7 separate regions of the Mus musculus genome follow, and all the other regions are linked to region 4. The links are chromatin contacts, called in public Micro-C and promoter capture Hi-C maps. All regions are on one chromosome and are shown on one strand. The core of a region is the stretch at or near the end of the contact, and the rest is flanking DNA. Distances in the headings are between cores, read along the strand shown. Region 1 holds the start of Id3 (inhibitor of DNA binding 3). Region 2 holds the start of Gpatch3 (G patch domain containing 3). Region 3 holds the start of Tent5b (terminal nucleotidyltransferase 5B). Region 4 holds the start of Maco1 (macoilin 1). Region 5 holds the start of E2f2 (E2F transcription factor 2). Region 6 holds the start of Nudc (nudC nuclear distribution protein). Region 7 holds the start of Zfp46 (zinc finger protein 46).

What was found. Promoter capture Hi-C pulls out the DNA fragments that hold promoters and counts their contacts. A called contact is a pair of places that touch in the nucleus more often than the background predicts.
Region 1: a promoter capture Hi-C map of pre-B cells shows a contact between it and region 4, with 4 times the contacts expected there. The contact joins the promoter of Id3 here to the promoter of Maco1 in region 4. A contact is called at or near these places in 2 of 39 promoter capture datasets (hippocampal neurons and pre-B cells).
Region 2: a contact with region 4 is called in a promoter capture Hi-C map of pre-B cells, with 6 times the contacts expected there. The contact joins the promoter of Gpatch3 here to the promoter of Maco1 in region 4. A contact is called at or near these places in 3 of 39 promoter capture datasets (liver and pre-B cells) and 1 of 9 other capture datasets (adipose tissue).
Region 3: a contact with region 4 is called in a promoter capture Hi-C map of pre-B cells, with 2.9 times the contacts expected there. The contact joins the promoter of Tent5b here to the promoter of Maco1 in region 4. A contact is called at or near these places in 2 of 39 promoter capture datasets (liver and pre-B cells).
Region 5: a contact with region 4 is called in a promoter capture Hi-C map of hippocampal neurons, with 5 times the contacts expected there. The contact joins the promoter of E2f2 here to the promoter of Maco1 in region 4.
Region 6: a contact with region 4 is called in a promoter capture Hi-C map of pre-B cells, with 5 times the contacts expected there. The contact joins the promoter of Nudc here to the promoter of Maco1 in region 4. A contact is called at or near these places in 5 of 39 promoter capture datasets (hippocampal neurons, liver, neutrophils and 1 more) and 1 of 115 datasets of contacts at active chromatin or transcription factors (pancreatic cancer cells).
Region 7: a Micro-C map of embryonic stem cells shows a contact between it and region 4, with 17 times the contacts expected there. The contact joins the promoter of Zfp46 here to the promoter of Maco1 in region 4. A contact is called at or near these places in 2 of 39 promoter capture datasets (hippocampal neurons and pre-B cells) and 1 of 484 Hi-C or Micro-C datasets (embryonic stem cells).

The regions. Positions count from the first base shown.
Region 1 is chr4:136,142,499-136,146,043 of GRCm38.p6, forward strand. It overlaps Id3 (inhibitor of DNA binding 3), which reads left to right and starts at 1,324. Exons shown (of 3, transcript NM_008321.2): 1 at 1,324-1,680; 2 at 1,796-1,878; 3 at 2,382-2,894. The coding sequence starts at 1,381. The coding sequence ends at 1,855.
Region 2 is chr4:133,572,759-133,576,337 of GRCm38.p6, forward strand. It overlaps Gpatch3 (G patch domain containing 3), which reads left to right and starts at 1,987. Exons shown (of 7, transcript NM_172876.2): 1 at 1,987-2,452. The coding sequence starts at 2,002.
Region 3 is chr4:133,478,732-133,482,414 of GRCm38.p6, forward strand. Tent5b (terminal nucleotidyltransferase 5B) reads left to right here and starts at 1,402. Exons shown (of 2, transcript NM_175307.6): 1 at 1,402-1,832. The coding sequence starts at 1,569. Gm13257 (a long non-coding RNA gene) reads right to left here. Exons shown (of 3, transcript XR_390815.4): 3 at 2,746-3,683.
Region 4 is chr4:134,851,091-134,854,902 of GRCm38.p6, forward strand. It overlaps Maco1 (macoilin 1), which reads right to left and starts at 2,255. Exons shown (of 11, transcript NM_025382.6): 1 at 1,948-2,255. The coding sequence starts at 2,027.
Region 5 is chr4:136,170,156-136,173,538 of GRCm38.p6, forward strand. E2f2 (E2F transcription factor 2) reads left to right here and starts at 2,119. Exons shown (of 7, transcript NM_177733.7): 1 at 2,119-2,883. The coding sequence starts at 2,626.
Region 6 is chr4:133,544,347-133,547,706 of GRCm38.p6, forward strand. Nudc (nudC nuclear distribution protein) reads right to left here and starts at 1,681. Exons shown (of 8, transcript NM_010948.3): 1 at 1,459-1,681. The coding sequence starts at 1,539.
Region 7 is chr4:136,284,282-136,287,885 of GRCm38.p6, forward strand. It overlaps Zfp46 (zinc finger protein 46), which reads left to right and starts at 1,786. Exons shown (of 3, transcript NM_009557.4): 1 at 1,786-2,200; 2 at 2,791-3,034. The coding sequence starts at 2,929.

The DNA of each region.
Region 1 (3,545 bases), core at 74-2,573, 1.3 Mb after region 4:
GTCCCCAGACATTGTGAGATTCTTGAGAGCAGGAGCCTCTGTTTCATGTGAAGCAACTCCATAAATATTTACCAGGCTGATTGATTAAGAAAGCAATCTCGTGGCTGCAAAACCCCACCTGTTCTCTCCCAAGATGGAAACCAGAATTTTGGAACTGCTGAGGCTTCGGGGTCTGGGAAGCAGAGCCAGGCAAAGAATAGAGTGCACTGTCCTTTTGCAATATGGGATTGCCTGCCTGCTGGCTGCTCTCCTGCTCTCTCAGATGGGTGGCTGGGGCTACTTCAGCAGGACGAGGAATAATCATGTCCAGGTGGCTGCCCTTCCACAACAGAAAGGGACAGACAACGCGGCGATGAAATTGTTATTGTTTTCTACAGAGTGTGCAAAGTGTGCAAAGGGAGGGAGGCTGTGCAGAACGAGGAAGCAAACGCTAGACAGCTGACCCATTTGGTTCTATGTATGCCCGTGGAGGGGACCTTCTAAAAGGGTTTATGCAGCAAGCACCCCCATATTTGAAACCTTGTCCAAAATCCTAATCAAATTCACTTCCAAAGCACAACCGGGCATACATTTAGTTCCTAAAGGAGTTCTCGGTGGAAACGGTCCATGCTTTTTCTTTCTCCGTGGAAAAGGACTGGGTCCAGACTGCTCTTATCCTCTTTCCCCTGGTGCTCAAATAAATAGTGTTCTCTGCTTAGACCTCCCTTTCCCTCCTTCTTCTGCAATCTCAGCGCCTAGCCCAAATCTGTTTTCTTCATTGTAACCTCAGCTTCACCGCAATTAATTTTTTCCCCCTCTGGTCACAAGATAATTCCTGACGCCAGTGAGTCTGGAGGTCAGACGAGCAGCAAATTGGGGAACAAGGCGGCACTAATTCCTTACAAGTTTCCCTTGAAAATTCTTGAGAGAGAGAGGAGAGAGAGATCTTTAGTTGTTCAAGGGATTTATGACCTCAGAGCTGTGGGTTCGAACCAGTATTGGGGGGAGGGGACCTCAGAGAACTTGGGCGCCTCCAGAAAAGGCATATTCTTAAAAGTTAATGGTTTTAAGTGATTTTTTTTTTTTTTTCAAATCTGTGCTGGCTCAAGAGCCCCGCCTCTCCTCGGTATCAGCGCTTCCTCATTCCTCGCATCCGAGGCTCCGCTGTCCTCGGCGTCAGACCAGCCTAAGGAAGCCTGTTAGCAATTTAAACCCACTGTGAACGCCCAGGACCGGGGAGGCGGTGCCCAGGGCGGGCGGGGGTGGACCCTTGGCGGTCTGTTTTGAATAAGGGGGTGTGTCCTAGAGAGGACTCTATAAGAGTCGGCCGCTGCAGGCGTGCGCGCACTGTTTGCTGCTTTAGGTGTCTCTTTTCCTCCCTCTCTATCTCTACTCTCCAACATGAAGGCGCTGAGCCCGGTGCGCGGCTGCTACGAGGCGGTGTGCTGCCTGTCGGAACGTAGCCTGGCCATTGCGCGAGGCCGCGGTAAGAGCCCGTCGACCGAGGAGCCTCTTAGCCTCTTGGACGACATGAACCACTGCTACTCGCGCCTGCGGGAACTGGTGCCGGGAGTCCCGCGAGGCACTCAGCTTAGCCAGGTGGAAATCCTGCAGCGTGTCATAGACTACATCCTCGACCTTCAGGTGGTCCTGGCAGAGCCGGCGCCTGGACCCCCGGACGGTCCGCATCTCCCGATCCAGGTGCGAGAGGGAGCCAGACCAGGCTGCTCTGAGCGTGCGGGCAGGGATGCTGCGGGTCTTCCCTATCGCGTCCCCGAGTCCCTTGGCTAACTCGTCTCCTAACCTTCTTTCACAGACAGCTGAGCTCACTCCGGAACTTGTGATCTCCAAGGACAAGAGGAGCTTTTGCCACTGACCCGGTCGTCCTGGCACCTCCCGGTAAGCTTTCTCCTGGCGCGGGCGAGGAGGGAGGCTTGCATGGGAAATCCTGCCTTTGACAGAACATTGTAAGGCTTAGGGTTCAGTCGGTTTAGGGAAAAAGCCAAGCCACTGAAAGGCAAAAGCCTTATCTATAATCAGTTAGAATAAACGACAGAACCTATGTCAATATCACGTGCATTCCTTAGACACGCTGTCCCTTCTCATCCCGGGTGGCCAGAGCCCAGGGCAAGTGGGCGCGCGGGTCGCACCAAATGAGCCTTGGAGTAAAGGAAGCCCTCCCCCCTTTCCACTAGTGTTATTTCTAAGCGGGAGGGGGAGTGGTGACTCCGCCTGTGGTCCTTTGGCGCCAACTGGGTGGAGGCAGTGTGGGGAGCGGAGTTATCAGCTGGAGGTAGAGACCGAGTTTCCTCCCTGGCGCCGGCCAGTCTGCGGCATCCTCCGCCTGGGCGCGCTCGGCGGAAACTGACGGCTCCCTCGCTCTTCTCTCCTCCCCCGCCCAGAACGCAGGTGCTGGCGCCCGTTCCGCTTGGGACCCTGGGACTCTGGGACCCTCTCTCCAGCCGGAAGCCTGAGGGCATGGATGAGCTTCGATCTTAACCCAGCCCTCTTCACTTACCCTGAACTCAACGCCTCGAGGCTGGACCTGGAGCCCGAGAGAAGGACTGAACTTGGGTGGCCTGAAGAGCTAGCACACGCTGGTCAGCAGCTGGGCAACGTCACTCTGTCCCCACCCTGACTCAAGTCTAAAAGACTGGCTTTTCCGAGAATGGGGTGTCGAGAGGGTGTGGGGGGATGCGAGTGGCTGCCCTGCGCACTCTGCCAAGGCAGCATAAGAGCTGTTCTTCTGGTTTCCTTGGAGAAAAGCTCTGCTGCCCTGATTATGAACTCTATAATAGAGTATATAGCTTTTGTACCTTTTTTACAGGAAGGTGACTTTCTGTAATCATGTGATGTATATTAAACTTTTTATAAAAGTTAACATTTTGCATAATAAACCATTTTTGAACACTTTGTGTATGACATCTTGCGCCACCTCCTAGGAGCTTGGGGCGGGCAGATTTGCATACCCTTTTAGGGACGAGAAAGTTCCCAGCTGAAGCTGAGGGCTAGGGTGGCTTGGTTAGTAGGAAGGGCTGGGGTTGGGAATCCCCAAAAACATTGGAGGTTGAAAGCAAGGATCTATGATCCTACTCTCAATTACAGGAGCCTCTCCTACAGCCGGCAAGTCTGAGACCGAATCTTTTTATTTCTTCAATTCCTTGAAACTTGGCAGCAGCTCTTAGATGGATGCCGCAAATGATTGGGCGAACCTTCCTGGCGGCTCGGGGTCAAGTGTGGGGATGAACTATTTCGTATTTAAATAAACTGCCTCCATTAACTTCATGCTTTCTGGTCTGCCTTCCCCCCAGACTTCCAAACTTGGAGAAAGGAACCCTGCGGGTGAGGTGGGGGGTATAGTGATTTGTACTTTAATCCCAGCACTCATGAGGCAGAGGCACACAATCTCTTGAGTTTGAAACCTGGAACTCACTATATATATATTGCTATGTATAGTGAGTTCCAGGATGGTCAGCTACGCGGGAAGACCCTGTATATAGGAAAACCAAACCCAGGGTCTTGCCTCAGGTCTGCAGCCACTTTTCAGGGTGTAGGCTTGCTGGGAA
Region 2 (3,579 bases), core at 737-3,236, 1.3 Mb before region 4:
GCGCCCCAAGCTCAGGACTTAAAATTCCACCAATCCTACATCTGGAAATCTCTGCCCTGCTAAAGCACCTCCACTAAGCAAGCCCATATAAGCTCTGCCCTTTGTCCAGTCCTCGCCCAGGAGCAGAGGGCAGCCATTTCTGGATTCAGCCCTCCACATGCTGGACCCTCCAATACATCTCTTTCATGAGATTTGGTGCCTGGTGTGACTCTCTCGTCGCAAGAAGCCATGAAGACAAAAAGTAAAGATGTGGACTGGGGCTGAGGCTCCTGAGCGCCTGAGTTCAGTTGGGGATCCCCTTCCCTCGGAGCTGCAATGCTTCTGCTGAGGAAGAGACTTCCTCTCAGAGCCGTAAGGTCCCTGGGCTCCCATGCCCCAGGATGCCCTTCCACTGGGTACCATTCCCCTTGAGTTCTAGGATTACCCTTTCATCTGAGCAGAAACACCTACACCCACCATCAACCATCAACTGTATAAAAATTCTTAGAGAGGGGTGCGATCTCATGAGCCTTCCCCCTCCTCCATGACAGGAAATTGAAGGGCCTACTTTTGGGCAGAGTTGCACTCGCTATGAATTTAAAAATGGATCCAGGGCTGGTGAGATGGCTCAGTGGGTAAGAGCACCCGACTGCTCTTCCGAAGGTCCAAAGTTCAAATCCCAGCAACCACATGGTGGCTCACAACCACCCGTAATGAGATCTGATGCCCTCTTCTGGAGTGTCTGAAGACAGCTACAGTGTACTTACATATAGTAAATAAATAAATCTTTATAAAAAAAAAATGGATCCAGAGGCTCCAACGCCCTCCTCTGGCCTTCCTGAACACTGCACACAATCACAAGAGCTATACTGTTTGTTTGTGAGGGACTCAACGCCTTGTACGGAGGTCGTCCGAAGCTGGCAATATGGTTTTCGCCTATGATCTCTGGGAATAGTTTTCGATGTCTATGCATGTATTTGTACATTTAAAAAAAAATCTTTTTGAGGGCTGGAGAGATGGCTCAGCGGTTAAGAGTACCAACTGCTCTTCTGAAGGTCGGGAGTTCAAATCCCAACAACTGCTTTGCAACCATCCGTAATGAGATCTGATGCCCTCTTCTGGTGTGTCTGAAGACAGCTACAGTGTACTTACATATAATAAATAAATAAATCTAAAACAAACAAACAAAAAAACCAAACCAAACCAAAAAAAATTTTTTTTTCCCTCGAGACTTCTCTGTGTAGCCCTGGCTGTCCTGGAACTCACTCTGTAGACCAGGCTGGCCTCGAACTCAGAAATCCGCCTGCCTCTGTCTCCTGAGTGCTGGGATTAAAGGCGTGAGCCACCACCGCCCGGTTTGTTACAGATAATTTTATGTGCATGAGAATTTTGCCTGCATGTATGTATGTGCAACACGTATGTGCCTCTAGAGGTCAGAAGAGGGTGTCCAATCTCATGAAACGAGTTACGTATGGGAGAGTTCCCTCGTACGTGGGTGCTGGGAATCCAATCCAAGTATTCTGTAAGAGCAGCGAAAGCTCTTAATTGCCGGGGCATCTCTTCATCTCCCCCGTCCCGCGCCCTGAGAAAGGCTCTCTCGACATAGCCCCGTCTCAGTCACTATGTTGACCAGGCTGGTCTTGAACTCACGCACACCTGCTTGCCTCTAACTCTCAAGTGCCGGGTTTAAAGGCGTGAGGCACCACGCCCGGCTGGGTTGGTACTGTAGAGTCCAGTTTTGCATCAGACCTCCGCCACCTCCCGCTCAGCATCCCGGTGCTCTACACTGGTTCCTCCTTAGAGCCTCTCACACGCTGGACCAGCTATCACTGAGCTACAGCCCAGCCCATCGCACGAGTTTTCCATCTTCTGTGGAGCTGGAAACACAGATTCGGCCCAAGAGCAATTAAAACGAAACTTCAAGTACCAAACGGTCACCGATGCCACATTGACCAAACTCCAGCATCCGAGACGTGGTGCTCTCGCGAGAGTGGACGCCAAGCAATCATGTGACAGGCCAAGATGGCGTCGCCCAGGGAGCTGGACGAAGAGTCGCCGGTTTACCTGGTGGTGAGCGGGATCCCTGCCGTGTTACGCTCGGCTCAGTTACGGAGCTACTTTAGCCAGTTCCGGGAACAGCGCGGCGGAGGCTTCCTGTGCTTCCACTACCGGCACCGGCCCGAGAGGGGCCCTCCGCAGGCGAGTCCCGAGGCGGCCCGGGCTGGCCCGGACCCCGCCGCTGAGGATCCGGTTCTCGCCCAGGCTCCGGCCTCCGATGCCCGCGCTGTCCGCGCCCGGGGCTCTGCGGCAGCCCAGACCCGCACCTGCTGCTGCGTCGTCTCGGTGAGGGGAGCGGCGCAAGCCCAGCGGCTGCTTCGCATGTACTCCGGTCGCCGGTGGCTGGACTCTCAGGGGACCTGGCTTCCCGGTCGCTGTCTCATCCGCAGGCTTAGGCTTCCCACCGAGGTTTCAGGTAAGGGGGAGAGAATGGACCGGACGCACGGCCCTTGGAAAAGAGGCGCATTGCCTGGGTGGTTAAGATAGGTTATCACTGTTTAGAGCTTAAGTTAGTTCTGGACAAAGCTACAAGTTTTCAGCCCAATCTGCATGTTTTTACTCAAGGACTTACAAGGCAAAACAGACAAAACAACTGAGATCTGTATAGATAAGTTTCAAATGTATCCCCTCTTAAGGACCATTTCCCTAAGGGTGGTGATTTTTGTACTGACATGATTTCTTAAAAAGGATATTTGGAGCCCGGTGCGCTAAGGCACGCCTTTGATCCCAGCTCTCAGGCGGCAGAGGCAGGAGGATCTCTGAGCGAGCGAATTCCAGGACAGCCAGTGCTACACAGAGGAACCATATCTTGAAATGCACAAAGGAAACTTGGTTTCTTCTAATCTAACCTAGCGACTGGAAGACAGGCTCTGCAGAGGAAAGAGCTGGGGGCAGCAGAGAGGGGCTGGGCACAAGTGTGTCCATTGGGGAAAAGGAAGCCAGGTGTTTTAAAATGCCAGATGGAGAGGTTTAAATAAATTATTTTGAAACAGTTCATCCTAAAGAGTCATTAGCAATAGTGGTGGTATATATGCCTTTAGTTCTAGTGCCTGGGAAGTAGAGGCAGATGGATCTCTGTAGTTCTAGCCTGGCTTGGTCTACAAAGTGAGTTCCAGGACAGCCAAGACTATCTAGCTCTGACCCTGTCTCAAAAGTTAAAAAAATAACATACAAAACAAAAATGAAAAACTGGTATCAGCTCAAAGTTAAACAGTTTCATAGAAAGAGGTGTGTGTGTGTGCGTGTGTGCGTGTGCGCGTGTGCACACACACTCGAGTGCATATGCCGGCTATGGTTTAAGCAGAATCTTTAGGAGCAATGTCTTATCAAGACATACAGCATGAGCTGCCTCTCTATGTGTGTGTCTCTCTCATGTAATCTATGCTGGCCTCAAACTCTATGAAAGTTCCAATGACCTTGAGCCAGGTGTGGTAGTGAACCCCTTTAATCCCAGGAAAAGCAATCAAATTTCTATATTCAAGGCCAGCCTGGTTTACATGTCTAGTTTCAGACCAGACAGGGTCTGCCTCAAAAATAAATAAA
Region 3 (3,683 bases), core at 152-2,651, 1.4 Mb before region 4:
AGGGAGAATGTGTCAGGGGCTATGCTGTGGCTTTGTGGTGGCTTGTGTTGGTTTGGGGGCTTGGGGATTAGACCCAGGATCTTGCACTAGGCAAGCATTCCGAGCCACTGAGCCAAATCCATGTGCAGGAGAGTATTATGCCTGGACCTCAAACGCTTTCATCAGTAGCCTCGGGGATCTAGAGTTCAGAGACAACTCAGTCAAAGATCTCATTTTTATTTCCCTCGTTTTGTGGCACCAGAGGTTGAAGCCTGGGTCTCCGGCACACTAGGCGAGCAATTGGTCAGCGCTTTATATCTCCAGCCTGTTGATGTTGTTGTTGACAGGGTCTCACTGTATATCCCCGGCTGACCCAGAACTCAACAGGCAGACAAGGATAACTGAACGTCTTATCCTCCTGCCCACACCACTGGAATGCTGGGGTTACACATCTGGTGGAACACACGGGGCCTCCTCCAGGGGTTTTTAGAGTGGCCTGAGGCTGGGGCCGGCTTTCAGAAAGAAGAAATGTGTGTTCTGGTTTGAGGCAGGTCAAGCTGTGCCCTGACAGAAACTGGGGTATAGTAGCTGTTTCTAAGTCCTGGATTCTTCTTCCCTGTCTTTTAATCCTTAGTCTGCCTTTTAGGAAAATGGAAGGCTACAGAATTTGCTATATTATTATTACGAGAATGACAAGAAAAAAATACTGCGGCGATGAACAGGGCGATTCGATTTCGATTCTCCCTCCTGCCCATGACACATATATTTAAAATCTGAAAAGGAGGAGGGGATAAGATTCAAAAGTAGCAATAAGCCTCGGCCTCTATGATCTGTAGAGAGAAAGAGAAAAAAAATAGTAATATCCATCCCAGAAAAACCCTGGGTGGGCCCAGATGGAGCAAAGAGCTACATAGATCTTTAAACCTCCATCAGGACCATAACTGACACTCACATGCTACATGATGATGGGTAATAACGCCCTCTCTCTAAGCAGATTTCACCTCACCTAAGATGGAACAGGTACGCCAGGCATGCGGTAATTCGAAGGGCCAATCAAAGGAATAAATTAGAAAGCGGCCGGGCCGCCTTGTCAACACGGCAACATTACTCTACACAGACCTCCCTCGACTTCTGCCGCTGGAGGGCGCTGTCCCTCTAAGTCCCGGCAGGCTCGGGCCAATCGCAAGCAGCAGCTTCTTTAAAGACCAAAGGAGGGAATTCGGTCCGAGAGAGGGGGCGGGGAAGGGGCGTGCCTTTCAGCCAATCAGAAACTCCTGAGAGCCAGCGATTCCCTTGCAAAACTGTGTTGGCCCGTGATAGGGGGAGGGACAAGAGGAGGGCATCTCCTGCTGTGTGACAGCTGTGCTGACCAATGGGCGTGCGGCCCGCGGCCTATAAGTGTCAGCTGGGCCCGAGCCGCCTGGCTCTAAGATCTGTTAGTCCTCCCTGCCGTCGGGGGTGTTCCCTGGGTTTGCCTCGCCGCCGCCGGGTCCCCGCACCCCGCCTTGGCCCGTGCACAGCCACTCTCCCTGCCCTCCTCGCCTTCACCATTCCCGGGTTTCTGCCGTCCAGGCACCGGGGCCGGGTGAATGATGCCGTCGGAGAGTGGAGCTGAGAGCCTGGAGCAGCCAGCTGCGCAGGTGGGGACCGGTGCAGCCTCGGCAGTGGCCACGGCTGGGGCGGCCGGCGGCGGCCCGGACCCGGAGGCCTCCTCGGCCTCCCTGGGACGGCACCAGAGTCGGCTGAGCTGGCCACAGGTGAAGCGGCTGGACGCGCTGCTGAAAGAGCCGATCCCCATTCACGGACGAGGCAACTTCCCCACGCTGAGCGTGCAGCCCCAGCAGATCGTGCAGGTGAGGGGGACCCTGGCAGGGTCGGGGGTGGGGTGGTGCTCTGCTGCAAGGTACCTGGAGTCTATGACTGGCCGGGAAGCTAGGGAAACTAAGAAACAGGAACCCGACTACTAGTTCAGCTCTTCCTGCACCCTGCTGAGCTTGCCTGCTTGCCGTTCTGGGGACCTCTTATTCCCTTGGGAACCACTCACCAAGACCCTGGCTGGGAAATGGGGTGGAGATGGAGGAGGCACTAGATGGGACATCGCCCTGGCAGTCGCCAGTGAGGAGGGTGTGTACCTGGTTCCAGAATAGCTTTTCTTCTTCTACCTCACATCCTTGGACCTCCTGCACCCTCAGGGTTCTAGGGCACTCTGCCCTTGTGTTCCCACAACCCTTAGCTCAAGAAGCCTTGGCTAGGTGAAACAGCCCAGAAATTCCTGGGAAAGCTCCCAACCTCCCACGTGTTGCGGCCAGACCGGAGACCTCACCCCTTTGAAGATAGCATCAAATTTCCATTTTAGGGGTTCCTTCTCCCTTAAGGCTAGAATGAAGGCCGGCCCAAGGTTCAGACCCCAAAACACTATCTCCCTCCTGAGGATCAGATTCTGGCAGCTGCCCCCCTCCCCCATCAAACTACAGCTCTTTTAACCTAACCCTGCAAGACCCCAAACTTGCTCTTTCTGCATACAGCCCGAGCACTGTGGAATTCTGAAATACCAGAGGATGCCCGTTCTTATACCCCATTCTAACTGAGGCCTCGGGTGGGAGGGTGAGCTACCTACCAAAGGCTATCCAGTGAGGTGGAGGTCAGGTTCAGGGAGGGAGTCCTGGAGCTCCCCAGGAACAGATGGTATCTGATCAACAGTTCCTCTCCCCCCCCATCCCCATCCCACCCCACTCCCCAGATTCCCAAACTCAACATCTAGTCCTGAAGTCCCTGTATAATGAAACCCAGAAAAGTTAGCTAGTGCTAGTTCCTGTGTGTTCCTGTCAATCATGGTCTTTCCACACAAGCCAGGTAAAGCTGGGCTTTATCATTCCCCACCCCCTTACTACAGCCTTCCACAGAGAGGGAGGGTGGCTGTTGGGGGACGGTCAGTCTTGCCCTCCCTCCCTAGGAACGGGGAATGAGGTGGAGGGTGTGGGGATGGATTCTCGAGGGCTGACTCACTGGCTGTCCCAGTGGGGCTGGCTATGGCATTCCATGCTCCCCTGACGTTGCCTGGATTATTAGTAAATGGCTTCAGCTTGTTTTGTTTTGAGATTAGGGTCCTCCTATGTTTTGTCCAGGCACCTATGAAACTCAAATGATCCTCCTGCCCCCAGCTTCCTCTGTAGCTGGGACTACAGGTGTGTCGCTACCCTTATGCTGGTTTTTCTCTGGAAGGAAACCCCCAGAATTCCAGGCAGGATGGGAAGGAAATGGGGGCACTCAGAGTGACTAGGCCTCTCTGCAGGGACAGGTATCCGAACTTGAGCAGGAATGTGACTGGGTACCCACCTCGGTCCCCCAGTCATGTGAGGGGAGTGAGTCTGTGGGAGCCAATTGCACGGCACAGTCCTCCTGAGCTGGTCATCCCAGAACAGGGAGCTGTTAGCTGTGGAGTGGAGAGGTGGCAGAGGCCTCCTGTAAAGTCCATTGTTTCTTCCTTCTATTGGGCTCAGTGGCCCCATCTGTCCAATGGATGTGGGTTTGACTACTCAGCAGTATCCTTTCTGGTTCCAGACTCCCAAGGGACCATGCGCCTTCACCTGCCTATGCAGCCAATCTGTCTTCTGGTGGGGATCCGCAGCTGACGGCTCTTAAAGCTGTTGGGATGTGGGGGGGGGGAGCTGCAGGAGGGAGATATGGGGGAGAGGAAGGAGCCT
Region 4 (3,812 bases), core at 1,005-3,504:
CCAACACAGTCCTTAAAAACGGAAAGGGGATAAAACACCGTATGATTTTCCCATTGCGGTACTCCATAACACAAAGAAACAGAGATGGGAACTGAAATACTCTGCCTCAAACAAAAAAGACAGGTAGACATATATTTATGTTCCTTTACTGACATTTAACAAAGAAAGCCCAACAGAGCTGAGAGCAGACAGAGCTGAAGCACCAATTAGGTTTTTGAAGTTTTACACATGAAACTGAATGATGGACGTAGTGTTTTTACTATTAACCTTTAGGGTAAGGAAATTCAAAGGCTAAGTAAGGCCCATTAGTATAACAATAGATCTTCATTAAAAGAGGAACTCCATGTCAACTGCTCCGCTGCTGAGTTACAAGTCATAAACCAGGTGTTTGTTTAAATAGGAAAAAAGCTAAAATACACCAGAAATCAGGCAAACAACACAGCTGTTTCCAATCTTGTCATGAGGGGGCTCATCTTCTGTGACTGTGAATAGAAATTCAAATACCACAGGGTCCTAACCTGCCAACTTTAACACACTTTTTCTATTTTCTATTCTTGCGCTGCTATTAATGGGAAGTTCTTCTAATGTTTTCAATGGCTAAGGAAAAAAGCCTTCCTTCATTCAAGAATTTATAGTACGCAGGCTTGCCTCCACCCATTCAATCTGCCAGAAAATTTTGGGTTTGCTTTTTCAGTTTTACTTATTGTCACATCTGATTCAACAACCATGTTCATCGGTTTTGCTAACAGCTGTGTCCTGACTGACTCCAACACTGTTGAGCAAATAGTATTCACGTTTGTTGAATGAATGGATGCGATCCGTGGCTCCTTACGTATCATCTAGCCTAGGATTTTGACTTCTTACTCCTTTTAAACTTGAAGAATCCCCCTTCATGGTTAGGTAAGTCACCTGCCTGTGGAGGGCAGCCACTTCACACGTGTAAACAACCGCATGTGTAAGGTGTACAGCTATGCTACAACTTGGATGTCATCAGCTACCGCCTGTATTTTTCTCCAAGATTCACAGCAAGACCTAAACCGTAAGGCGCCAAGAGGACTCAAGTAAAGCCTTCAACCGCATGCTGAGCACTCTCTGTCGTAAACTAATTACTTCGCCTCGGAAATAGGCATTTCCAGAAAATAACCTCCGCACACAAATTGGGCTTGGGGAAGCTGTGACAGTCACCGAAATGCCCCATGAACCTGTTGTCCTTCTGTCCAGGAGAAGTGGATTCAATTTCTATTTAAAGGGACACCACTTTCCTTCATGAACAGAGGATTTAAAAAAAAAAAAAAAATCCCCAAACCTGAGTTGGGCGAGAATCCCTGCAAAATATCTGCTTGCAATTGTCAGAATGTTTGCTGAGGAACTGAGAAAAGCCGCGGTCTGGAGCGGTGTCACCGGCACGATCTGGGGGTATCAGCCTTGGGCGCTCCGAGCCAAGGTGGGGACCCCGTGAGGCAGCAGAGCGCAGAAGAGTAGCCGGCGTGGCCCCGCCCCGAGCCCGAGGGTCCCGCGCCCCTGGCAGCTCCTAACTTTGGCGGCTCGCTCGCCCGGCCGCACGCGTCCACGAGCCTCGGGCAGCCAACCCCCGAGCCCAGCGTGACCCGGGCTCGGTAGGGGACCGAGCGCACAGCCTGCTGGGGACCCCCGGGCTTCTGGGCTCCGGGCCGCGGGGGTGCCGCCCCTCCCCCCGACACACCACCGCCAACGGCGGCCCCGTGGCTCCCGCCCGCGCCCGCCGCGCCCTCCGCCTGGCCCTCGCCACACCCCGTGGCCCGGGGCGGACCCTCGGCTGGCTGGCTGGCCCGGCGCTCCGCGGGCGGCGCGCCTCAGGAGAGCCCCCGGCGCGGGCATGCGGCCTAGTCGGGGGGTTACATAACGGGGCCGGGCCCCTTCCGAGCGGCGCCCGGGACCCGCTGGCCCACGCCCGGCACCGCCGCTCACCTGCCGTAGATACCCTCGGTGATCCGGTTCCGCTTCAGGGGGCGGCGGAGCTTACTGCAGTCGGCGTTCCGCCGCTTCATCCTCCCGCTGGGGGGCCGGTGCCCGAGCCGCGCCGCCGCCGCCGCCTCTCACCTCAGCCGCCGTCGCCCGCCCGCCCCGCGTCGGGCCTGAATCCTACCCCTGCGGCCGGTCACACAGACATGGAGCCAGCACCGGGGGGGAGGGGGCCAGGAGGGGGGCGCCGAGCCTCCTCCGCCTTCGGAAACAAAGAAATGACAATTCCGGGGCCCGCCCGCCCCGCACCAGCCAGCCGCCCGCCCCGCCTCCTTTGCCGCGACGGACGGCCCGCATAGCCAATCGAAGGCGCCGCCGCGCCGCGCACGGCCAATCCCGGTGCCCGCTGAGGCAACACGGACCCTTAAGCCCGCCTTTTTGAAGGACAGAAGGACACACCAATCAGGATAAGGCCTAGACGCGTGGCCGGGCCTATCAGAAAAGAGTTAAATAGAGGCTTATAAATAGGCCCTATAAATATAACATCCTATATTATGCCTTGTTGCGAAGGTACGCTTCGCGGTTATTGGGCTGCGTCTCGCCGTGGGGAGGCCCACGTCGGCGTACACCGTGTGGCGCGGCGCCGCGGGCTCCCGCCTGGCGTGTGAGAACCGAACGGCGTGGTGCGCTGCGTGTGGGGACCTTGCGCTGACATGTGCTTCAGTCAGCCGCGTCCTTATGTAAGAGGGCGTCCCGGGAGCGCCGCCGCGGCCCCTTCTGCGGGCAGCCGAGCACGCAGCCATACCGGCCGCGTCAGCCGGGCCACGAATGACAAAGCAAACCACACACACATACACACACACTCACACACACCCTGCCAGCTTCCCGCGACGTGGTGACAGCGCGCCGACCAATCGGAGGTGGTGGGGCGGGGCCTGTGCGGGTCCGCCCCTGGTTCGCGTCACCAGAGAGGGGCGGCCCCTCGGGTGCGCGCGACGCCGCGCGGGGCTGCCGGGGGCGTGTGCGGCGGCGTGGCCGGGCTCCACGTCCGCAGGTTTGCGCAGGCTGAGGGTTCCGCGGGCTCCTCCCCGGCCTCAGAGGCTGCGTGAGGCGGTCGTTTGCTCTTTCCGCCCACTAGCTCTGTAGCTTACCGGTGAGGGCGGAACGGCAAAAAGACAAGTGAGATGCTCAGCGGGGAAACGCGTTTGCTGCCAAGTCTGAGGACCGAGTTCGAACCCGGGAATCCACGTGGTGGGCGGATAGAAGGAACTCCTACAAGTTGCCGCCTGACCTCCCACACGCACGCCCACACAAACACAGTTCCTAAATAAGTTTGGTTTTGGTTTTTAAGCGGCAAAGACTACCGGGCGTTGTTGGTGGCGCACCACTTTGATCCCAGCACTGCAGAGGCATGTGGATCGCTGAGCTCGAGGCCAGCTTGGTCTACGAAGTGAAGACCGCCAAGGCTGTAACATGTACCAACAATTTATATAAACAAACAAATAATAAATAAATAAATAAATAAATAAATAGCAAAACCGGGGAAGTGTGGGAAAGTAGCCATAGGAAGCAAATCACTGGTGGCTCCTGACTACTGGCAGAAGCATTTTAGTGTATGTCTTACACAATTTTCTTGCTTAGTTGTTATTATTTCTATAAAATAGAATCGAGCACATAGTAGACATTTGGTTTCATATCAGAGTCTTCGTTTTACGTGTTGTTACAACCTTTTATAAAGATTTCTTTAAGAGGTTGCAGAATGCCCTAGCAAGTGGCATTGCCACCTCACCCCCTCAGTAACTAGAGTCCCCAGTCATCTAGCACACTTTTACTTTTTTATATGTCCAGTAACTCGATGCCATCTTGATTTG
Region 5 (3,383 bases), core at 869-3,368, 1.3 Mb after region 4:
GGGATCAGGAAGCGCCAGAGTGAAGTGCATGTGGTAGGGTCTTGCTACAGACCAGTGGCCATCATTTCTACTGTCCTGTGAACGAGAGGGAAGATCTTGGCCCCAGGCCGAGTAGCAGCTTTCTCTGTATTGGGTGGTTGAGGGAATGGAGGTTCCGAGAGGTGGCCCCACAGCTGACCTGCCCAGGGCTGTTCAGCTAGGACGTAGTGGGCAGGACTTTGTGAGGGATCCCTAGACTTTCTGATTTCAAATCTCACTCACTATTGCCTCTCTTTGCCGGACACACAAGCAAGTCGTAACACTTATTATCCACCTTCTGCATGCCAAGCCAGGCCTCATTCAGAGAGAGACTTGACTGAGAGCATTGAAAAAAACTTAGATAGAAAGCAATGATTTACAAGGCAAGAAAGCCAAGTCTTGCTTGAGGCAAACCACAATAAACGTTCAAAGAGTAAAGGCCTTCAGGGTGAGAGAGGGCAAACAGGCAGGGAAGGCTTCCGGGAGGAGGAGAAGTTTAAGCTGGGACTTAAGGGACCAGTGAAATAGCAGACTATTTTTTGTTTGTTTGTTTATTTGTTTATTGGTTTTTCAAGACAGTATAACCCTGGCTGTCCTGGAACTCACTCAGTAGACCAGGCTGTCTTTGAACTCAGAAATCTACCTGCCTCTGCCTCTCACATGCTGGCATTAAAGTCATGTGTCACCACCTCTTGGTGGTCTACTGTAGACTAAAGAGGCCTGTGTATTCCAGATCAAGTCTGATATAGCAACAGCTGTCGATTCTCATGGACCAAGCTCTGTGCCGAAGGCTTTGCATATACTGTGCCATGAGATTTCTCTGTGACTCCGACATAAGGAATGAGAGAGAGAGAGAAAAAAAAAAAAGACCCAGAGAATGGAGAAGAAATCTTGTCAAACAGCTTTCACAAAAGGGTTAGGGGACTGGATGTGAATTAAGAATGTCGAAGAGAAAGCCTGGGCTACCTGGTTTGTGATGATCTGATCAGGTCTTAACACGGGGACTCAGCCCACCCCCCCTCCTGTTGTGGTAAAATAATTGTTTAGGCCGGTCAATGGTGGCGCACGCCTTTAACCCCAGTGCTTGGAAGGCAGAGGCAGGTGGATTTCTGAGTTTGAGGCCAGCCTGGTCTACAAAGTGAGTTCCAGGACAGCCAGGGCTACACCGAGAAACCCTGTCTCACAAAAACAAAAACAAAAACAAAAACAAACAAACAAAAATTTGTGTAGAAGAAACCTGGAGGTGTTTGATTCAGGAAGGAAGAGTGCTGGGTCCTGTTGGGGAAAATGACCTGACAAACTCTGGACCCTCACCCACGCTGTGCCTGTCAAGGGCGGGGCAGAGTTTGGGAGAGTGGAAAGGAGCTCTTTACTAGAACAAAGACTCCCGACCTGGACTGTCCTACATTTGACTGCCAATTCTCAGATCAGCGAATCTGTGAATGACCCGAGGCACAATATCCCGCCCCTCCGACTCCCTGGTCTTACCCATCCCACTTCTCCGGATTGATGGGATAAATTAAACAACATAACATATATAATGGTCTAATCTTAGTGTACTGTACGGGCGTACAGTAGGCGCTCAATAGAGGTTAGTTTTTTTCCTGAAGAAAAACATAAAAGGGAGGCGCCACCCTTCCCTGCCCCTCTGCCAATTAAAGCCTGGAGGAACAGGTTCCTGGGTTTCATTTGAAGAGAAAGAGGACATATTGGTTATATTAATTAATATATTAATAAATGATTTAACCTAACTAAGCAACAAAGCGAAAACAAAAGGTTTTGTGGCCAGGGAAATGCACTTGAGGGTCAAGACTCAGGTCCCGACTCTGACTCTCTTTCAATGTTTGGCCCCACCCCCAAGGAAAAGAGGTCCGCTCCTCAGCGCTCTTCGCTGTACTGTTGGTCCTTATGCTGGGTGTTCCAGATGCACCTCCTGCCTCAGTTTCGCCTACTGTTACAAGAGGACGCTGAAGTCAGCAGATGTCGCGGCCCCTTTAAGCCACTAAGCTCCTGTCGTAATCGCTGTTTCTTAGACTAAGCCTTTCCGGGGGTGGGTGGGTGGGAGGAGCCTATATATATTGTAGCAGCCAATCGAGGCGCGGCATTTTCCGCGGGAGATCCGAATTTGGCGGCATATAGTTTGGCGCTAAAAAAAAAAAAAAAGAAAAAAAAAAGAAAAAGAAAGAAAAAAGAAGAAAGAAAAGAAAAAGGAGTCCAAGCAAGGGACGGGAACTAGAGGGGTGAACGCAGAGCTCAGCAGGGCGCACAGGACACCCTTCGCGGGTCAGAGCACACGAGTGTCCGCGGGGTCCGTGGGCATTCCGGGACGCTTTCACGCACGGGCGCGACTCCGGACGCCCAGATATTCGGGGCACGAGCCGGACCGGGCCAACTCCTGGCAGTGCCACCTGTGCCACGCGATCTCCGAGTGGCGATCTCCGAGCTCGGCAGCGCTGGGCGGCGGGCCAGGAGGGGAGGGTCCGGCCTTGCCCGGCGGGCGTCCATTGGCGGCTGCTCCCGGCGTCCGCGGTGCAGCCGGCTGCAAAGCCCGCAGGTGCCCCGCGCGCGCGCGCCAGACCCGAGTGGGTAGGGGGCGCCGCACTCGCCATGCTGCGCGCGCCGCGGACCCTGGCTCCGGCCACGGCGCAACCTACAAAGAGCTTGCCGGCGCTGAACCCCACCGAGCTGTGGCCTTCGGGTCTGAGCAGCCCCCAGCTCTGCCCGGCCACCACCGCCACCACCTACTACACTTCGCTTTACACGCAGACGGTGCCTTCCTCTGTGGCGCTGGGCACCTGCCTCGACGCCACTCCCCACGGACCCGAGGGCCAAATTGTGCGATGTGCACCCGCAGGCCGGCTGCCGGTAATGCTGGGGGACCCCCTGTACTTCCCGTATACGTGTCTGGGTGGGGAAAAAGGAGAGAGGGTGCTTGGGACGCCCTACGGCTTGATTACAGCTGGTTGAGGTGGGGAAGCGGGACTGGCAGTAGAGAGAACCCTTTCATTTTCCGACTCCGTGAAGTAATCTCGCCTGCTGTCGCGGACTGCAATGAGCACTGGTCAGGGGAGCCTGGAGACCTAGCCCAGTGCCCCTAGCGCCTGCGTGACCTTGAGGAAGCTTCCAAGGCATCGACGATGCTTAAGTTCATTCATTCTTTCATTGTTTACGCCAGAACCAACACCTGCTTTTTCAGGCCAGGGGCTTGGCCTGTGGGATTTCCTGGTGACTTTAAATCCGCATAGGTCTCCCAGGTCTCTGGTCCAGCCTGGTATCTGGACCAGAGTTGTCTAGCCAGCTCCTTCTCAAGTGTTGTCCTCAGGTCCTCCCCACAGCCTGCTCATCGTCCGAAATAGCCAGTAGCA
Region 6 (3,360 bases), core at 431-2,930, 1.3 Mb before region 4:
CCATCCCCAGTGACGGGTGGCAGGAGCCCGTCTCCTCGGGGACTTGGGGGCCTGGCTTTGGGTAAACTTGTCACTCTCTGACCCTCAGGTGCTTACAGAATGTAATATCTGGGTTTTCTACCTCTACCAGCTCATCTGCTACACACCCACTGTGTGAACTAGGTCTGGCCATTTAACATCACCTATGGGTTATTTGGGGGTTATTATATTTGTGGGTCTTACTATATATCCCTGATTGGCTTAGAAGTTGCTATACAGACCAGGCTAACCTCTAACTTGTAGCAATTTTCCTGCCTCTTCCTCCCCAGTGCTAGGACTCCAGTCACGCACCATCTTATCCTGACCAGCAAGATGAATCACTGGGTAAAATTGACTGCCTCAAAATCCTAGCAACTCAACCCTAAAAACCCAGATACTGGTGGCAGGAATAAACTGGCCCCTTAAAACTGTCCTGTCACAAACACTACTACTACTACTAATAATAATAATAATAATAATAATAATAATAAATTTCTTTGGTTTTGTTTTTTTTCTGAGACAAGGCTTCTCCGTGTAGCCCAAGCTGTACTAGAACCCATTCTGTAGACTAGGCTGGCCTCAAATTCAAAGATCCACCTGCCTCTGGCTCCTGAGTGCTGGGATTAAAGCAACACCCGGCTCCAAATAATTTTTTAAAGCAAGAAACCCTCAACAAATTCCCCAAATGCAAAGCCTAGTCTCTTCCGTGTCTGCATCCCCAGGACCCAGTCTTATTATGTGTCTGGTACACGACAATGACAAGTACTTAGGTGCTAGGCAGGGTGGCCCATATCCAAGTTCCCGCACTCTGAAGACAGAGGAAGAATAACCCTGATTTGGAAGTCACTTGGTCTATATAGCAAGTTCTGCGTAAGCCAGGGATATAGAGCAAGACCCTGACTCAAGAAAAAAAAACAACAGGAACTGATATTCCTAAGCTTCACCTCACAGACGAGGTAACTGAGGATAAACCAGGAGGGAGCTTAACCTACAGGTCTCCGGCTCACTTCCTCAGTCAGTATACTTTCAAGTATAAAGAGACCACGTGCTAACCGCCCCCCCGGGCTCTCACTACCCTACACAGTATTGATAGGCAGGCTCCACTTTGGGTAAGATGCAGATCATATCGAGAAGAGTCGGCCCAGAGATGCTCTAAAGAGTAACCACCATTAGGGATGCTCTACACAGTAACCATTAAAATGAAAGCAGAAACACCCGTGGAGCGCAGAGTGGGTGCGGAAGCTCTGGGGTCACTCTGGGACAACGAAAACTGCTCTTGGGGGCTAAGTGCAGGGCGCTGACGGCGTTGGAGCGAGACTTCACTCGCGGGCTGGGCAGACCGGAAGCTGGGACGCGGGGACCCGGGGACCCGCGCGGCCGGGGTGGGGGAGGTCTCGGCCGACCGCGGAGAAGGGCTGCGGCGCGGGCCACGTCGTTTACCTCCTGCACGCCGCCCTCGTGCTGCTGCGCCATGGCCAGCAGCATGCCGTCGAAGCGCTCCTCCTCCTGCTCCCCTCCCATCGTGCTGCGCCCCGAGCTCCGCACTCGCGTTCTGCGATGCCCGCGCTCCCCACGGTTCGCGCGGGCCCAACGGCTCCCCTCGCTAGCCTTCCGCAGCGGAGCCGGAAACACGCAGGAGCCGCCCGGCCGTGCGGGTTCGCCCTTCCCGGCTTTCTTCCCGCCTCCCCGCCCATCGGTGCCCATTGAGCTCCCGGAACACAACCCGCTTCTCTGGCCATTGGCTAAGCCGAGGAGCAAATCAACAGTCGCGGTCCCAAGGCAGTGGGCGGGGCTCGCTGCCGCAGAGTTTGGCTTGAGTTGCTATGGTCACCAGATACCTGGGAGCTTTCTAGAAAGCTCTGAGCTCACATCTTAATAGGGCTGGAAGTTTTGATCAAGTGATACTGTTAGCCTTCTCCTCCTACAAGCCGCAGTTAAGACTCAGGAAGAAAGCACTCACCAAAGGGTCAACCTACTAGACGTTTAAGAAAAGAGCACAAAACTGTAGTTTGAGTAGAACAGTTTTACAAACTGTTTGCACTAGGATTAATGCTCTTTCATTACTGTCTGAAAATCCTTAGTTTTTCTGTTTTTTTGTTTGTTTGTTTTGTCGTTGCTGTTGACGGCAGAGGTGATGGCTTGTTTTGTTTTGTTGAGACATGCCCCGTGTATCCAAGGCAAAGACAAACTTGTGTTCCTGGCCTGCCTGCCTTCACTTCCAAGCACTGAGATTGCATGCAGGCTTGTATAGCCTGAAGATTCCCCACCGCCGGCGCGTACATTTATTTATTACTTTGTAAACCTGAGAGTGCTATACTGTTACAAGATTATTACATTAACTTTTCCAGAGAGCCTGGCTATCTCACACCTTGGAATAGGAACTCTTAAGGGTTGAACGTCACTCCCAAAGAGCAGGTTCCTTCTATCAGATTGAGGTCTCTGAGAGCTGGTCTGGGTCATCTCCATGTTAGAAGCTGTGCTGATTAATTTTATATCAACTTGACATTAGAGTCAGCAGAGAGGAGGGTGCCACAATTGAGAAAATGCATCCTTAAGATCCTTCTGTAGGCAAACCTGTAGGGTGTTTTCTTAATTAGTGATTGATGGAGAAGGTCAGCCCACAGTGGGTGGGGCTATCTGTGGGCTAGTGGTCTTGAGTTCTATAAGGAAGCAACACCTTCTATGATCTCTGCATCAGCTCCTGCCTCCAGGTTCCTACCCTGTTTGAGTTTCTATTCTTACTTTCTTCAAAGATGGACTAATATGTGGAAATGTAAGCCAAATAAACCTTTTTCTCCCCAATCTGTTTTTGGTCATAGTATTTCATCACAGCAAAAGAAACCCTAGTACAAGCCAGGCAGTGGTGGCAGGTGCCTTTAATCCCAGCACTTGGGAGGCAGAGACAGGTGGATTTCTGAGTTCGAGGCCAGCCTGGTCTACAGAGTGAGTTCCAGGACAGCCAGGGCTATACAGAGAAACCCTGTCTCAAAAAAAAAGAAAAGAAAAAAGAAAAGAAGGAGGAGGAGAAGAAAAAGAAAAGAAAAGAAAAAAGAAGAGAAGAGAAGAGAAGAGAGAGAAGAGAAGAGAAGAGAAGAGAAGAGAAGAGAAGAGAAGAGAAGAGAAGAGAAGAGAAGAGAAGAGAAGAGAAGAGAAGAGAAGAGAAGAGAAGAGAAGAGAAGAGAAGAGAAGAGAAGAGAAGAGAAGAGAAGAGAAGAGAAGAGAAGAGAAGAGAAGAGAAACCCTAATACAGAAGGCCTGGACTTCTCTGAGCAAATGGCTTGCTTTCAGACTCTGGGCTATAGTAATCCTAGTCCTAGCCTTCTCTCACTCTTCAGGTATCTT
Region 7 (3,604 bases), core at 536-3,035, 1.4 Mb after region 4:
ATCGAAACATTTTTTAGTCCTACCCTTGGGAGCACAAGAGAAGCACAGGTAGAAGAGATTCATTGTGGCTGGTAGGGGTCCTGCTAGTTTGTTTTTTTTTTAGACCCCTGAGTCATGTAGCCATAAATAACTGGGCATTGGGAACAGAACACTCTAATAAAAGCATGGCCGGGAATCTTATTTGGAAAAAAAAAATTCCCCAAGTCCTTCAGTGTGTGTGGATGTATCTGTAAAACAAAAGAAAAGTCCCTTTTCCCAGCCTAGGCAGAGAAGTCTCCCGTTCAGTCAGAGACAACAGGCGTCTGGGCATCAAGCCAAGGTTTGGGGATATTTATAACTTGAAGAGGGTGGGAGTCCCTAATAAGCTGCTATATTCTTTTTCCATCACTTCCCTCTCCAAGGCTACAGCAAGCTGGGAGCTCTTCCCCACACAGAATCCCTGTTTTGCTTAGCCCTCGCCTTCCATTGTCTAATTCCTTCATCCCCGCTAGGGAAAGGAAAGGCTACAAGTCCTTCCATTTGGAGGATTCTGAGTGAATGCAGCATAGCCAACGCTGATGTTTCTTGGCCAGCTGTTGTGGCCTCGGAGATCTGTTTATGAGATTGTTGTTTCCCGGAGCTATAGAACAGTCTCTGCAGTCTTGAAGCTTTGTGCTCATCCTACAACCAAACCCTGCCCTTTGCCTGTTAATCCATGGATTCGGATTTCTATTCATGGCCCTGAGATCTCTGGAATCTGCTGGTGATATCTAGAACCTTTCTGAACGTCAGGCCTCTTTAGATCTCTGAGGAGCCAGCGACCACAGACCAGGAGGTAAGCCTGTCCGTTCTGTCCTAATCTGGTTTTGTGATTTCTTTGAAACAGAGACTACTAGCATCCTTAGGACTCCAGGTTGTCGCAGGCCTAAGGTTTTCATGATGTTGGGAGGTCTCCAAGATTCCTTTCAGCAGAGACACCCTCAAGAGTACCAAGTCCCTGAGTCTCCCACTCCAGGGCCAGCTATTTCCCTACACACCCTACCCCACCCCCCCGCTTCTGATTTCAATGTTTTGGCGACTTAGATGGGTGCACTTGAGCTCCGTCTCTATAAAAGAGCTCGAGACGCTCCCTACAGGGTTAACGTTGGAACACCCTGGGCCGGGCCGCGGACAGCACTCCAGCACCGGACAGGGGACGCGAGGCCTCGTGGGATATGTAGTCTGGGGTGGGTTGTGACTGCCGGAAGGCCTACTGGGAGTTGTAGTTCTCAGTATCCAGAAAGCGAGAGCTTCAGGCGGTGTTGGGAGTCCGTGGGCGGGGCCCAAAGTTCCATCCCGGCCAGGGAGTCTCCCAAGGGAGGGAAAAGAAGCCTTTTCCCGCTCTGGCCTGGGCTGTCAAATGAGGGGTGATCTCAGCTGAGGTCAGCCCGAGCTTCCACACTCAATCTAACCTCGCGGATAATATATGACTCAAAGATGGTCGTAGGGCCATGAGAAAAAAAAAAAAACACAGACGCTTCCTTTGCTGAGTCGTGCTGTGGTTTCCGAGAAAAAAGTATGTGTGGGGGTATTCTCACTGGTCTTGAAGGTCGCGGTCCTGTCTCTTCCCTTTTGTTCTTTTCCCTCCCCTGCTCTTGGCTGCTAAGTGGCCTTTGTACGCCAGAGTGAAACTCCAAGTCCCGTCAGGCCGCGAGGTGCGCGCACGCGTGATGGAGCTACCCGGCCACGCCGCAGGAGGAGGGCTGATGGTTTGGCTTCTGATTGGTCAGATATTTTACGATTTCTTTTCGCTGATTGGCTGGGATTGCTGCCGGAAAGGTCCCAGCCCGGAGATGGCAGAGCAGAGGCGTTCTATGGGCTGGGTTGAAAGCCTCCTCCCTTGAATTGCATCGGCCTGACCCCCCAGCCTAGGGGGCACCCAGCCAGTGCCTGCCCTCTCCTACCCTAACGTTGCACGTACTCGATATTAACCGAGACACGGAGAGTGGGTGACTCTTCGGGAGTCAGAGAGGAGAGTGACCAGTCCTGGGCCTTCCCCTCATACCCTGCGACCAGAACTCCAGCCCTAGGGAGTAGTGGGCAGGGCCTCTTGCCGCGCCTCACGTCCTGCTTTTCGCCTCCTTCAACGTTGTCTGCTAGCTGGTTTTCCTGCTCTCTCTCTCCCAGGAGACGAACGCTTGAGCCCGAGATGGCAGCCACCCTGCTCATGTCTGGGACTCAGGTAAGCCCCGAGGGCTCTGCTTACCCATCTTGCCCGGTGTTTCCCCGTCTGCAAACCCCTATAGGAAATTCCCTGGGATAAGCTCATTTTGCTATTCTGCTTAGTATACGGGCTTCGAGTTGGCTAATATAACCATATACAAGCATATATAGAACACCCACTGTAAGACTAAATACTGAGGAGAATAAAACCAAACAAGATGGGTGGTACCCTTCTTGCCAACAATCTGTAGGGAGAACGGTGTGTCCGGTTAACCTGGATGCGATATGGTAAGTATTCTGTTGGCCTGAGCAAGGACGTATTGTGGTGTGGGAAATAGTAAGTCGAGGAGTGGTTAATTCTAGATGTGGTGTCCAAGGATGGAGCGAAGAGTGATAAAGGGTGGGGAGAAACAGAACAGCAGTTGGCTCTAGAACTGGGCCATAAAGACGAGAATTTCACTGGTCTAAGAAAAGGAGAGCCTTGTATGTAAGGGTCCAAAGTGGGCAGGGACGGCCTGAGCGGGAAGCTAGTAGATTGCCCCTGTCTTTTGACCACATGTCTTTTTTTCTTCTTTCTTTATTATTTTTTTTTTCCTTCGGACTCTACAGATGAGACTTAATGCCACTGCCTTCTCGACATTTCTAACCATGTCTCTAATTTCAAGAAGAAAAGCTGGTTCTAAACTCCTAGATACCAAGTAGTGAGGAAGCGTTGTGTGATTTCAGGCCCCTGTGACATTTGAAGATATGGCCATGTACCTCACTCGGGAAGAATGGAGACCTCTGGATCCTACACAGAGAGATCTTTACAGGGATGTGATGCAGGAGAATTACGGAAATGTTGTCTCACTGGGTGAGTGAGGACTTTTATCTTGTCTTACCTCTTAGGGGTTTTGAAACTGTCAGAACGGCTTAGGTCTTTTCGATACAGCCTTGTTTGTTGTTAAGGAAAACCACACGGTTAGTTACCTGCTTTGGTGCTCATTCAAATCTTTAAGTGTGGGAAGATCCGTGTTTCCCAGTCTTAAATGAAAAGTAAAGTTTCTGCCGTTTCCGAGACTCTGAGGATTCTCGTGCCCTGAGTCATTAGCGGCTCTGTGGCCTGTTTGTACAGATTACTGACCAAACAGGTCTTACACTCTGGTGCTCGCCAGGACATAAATGCCCTATAAATGGTGCTTTTTCTCTGGGGCGCTGGAAGATGAGGGCTCTGAGGTGGGTTCACAGGAGGACAGAAACCTCCCTTCTATGTTTGTTTTGGCTCCATAGCTGCAGCGTTGCTTCAGGTACTTTAGGTCGGTTCTTGTCTAGAGATCTTTCAGAGGCGATCATCCTTCAAGTGTGTCTTCTTTCTTTTTCCTTTTATTATGTGTAAGTACACTGTAGCTGTCTTCAGATGCACCAGAAGAGGGCATCAGATTTC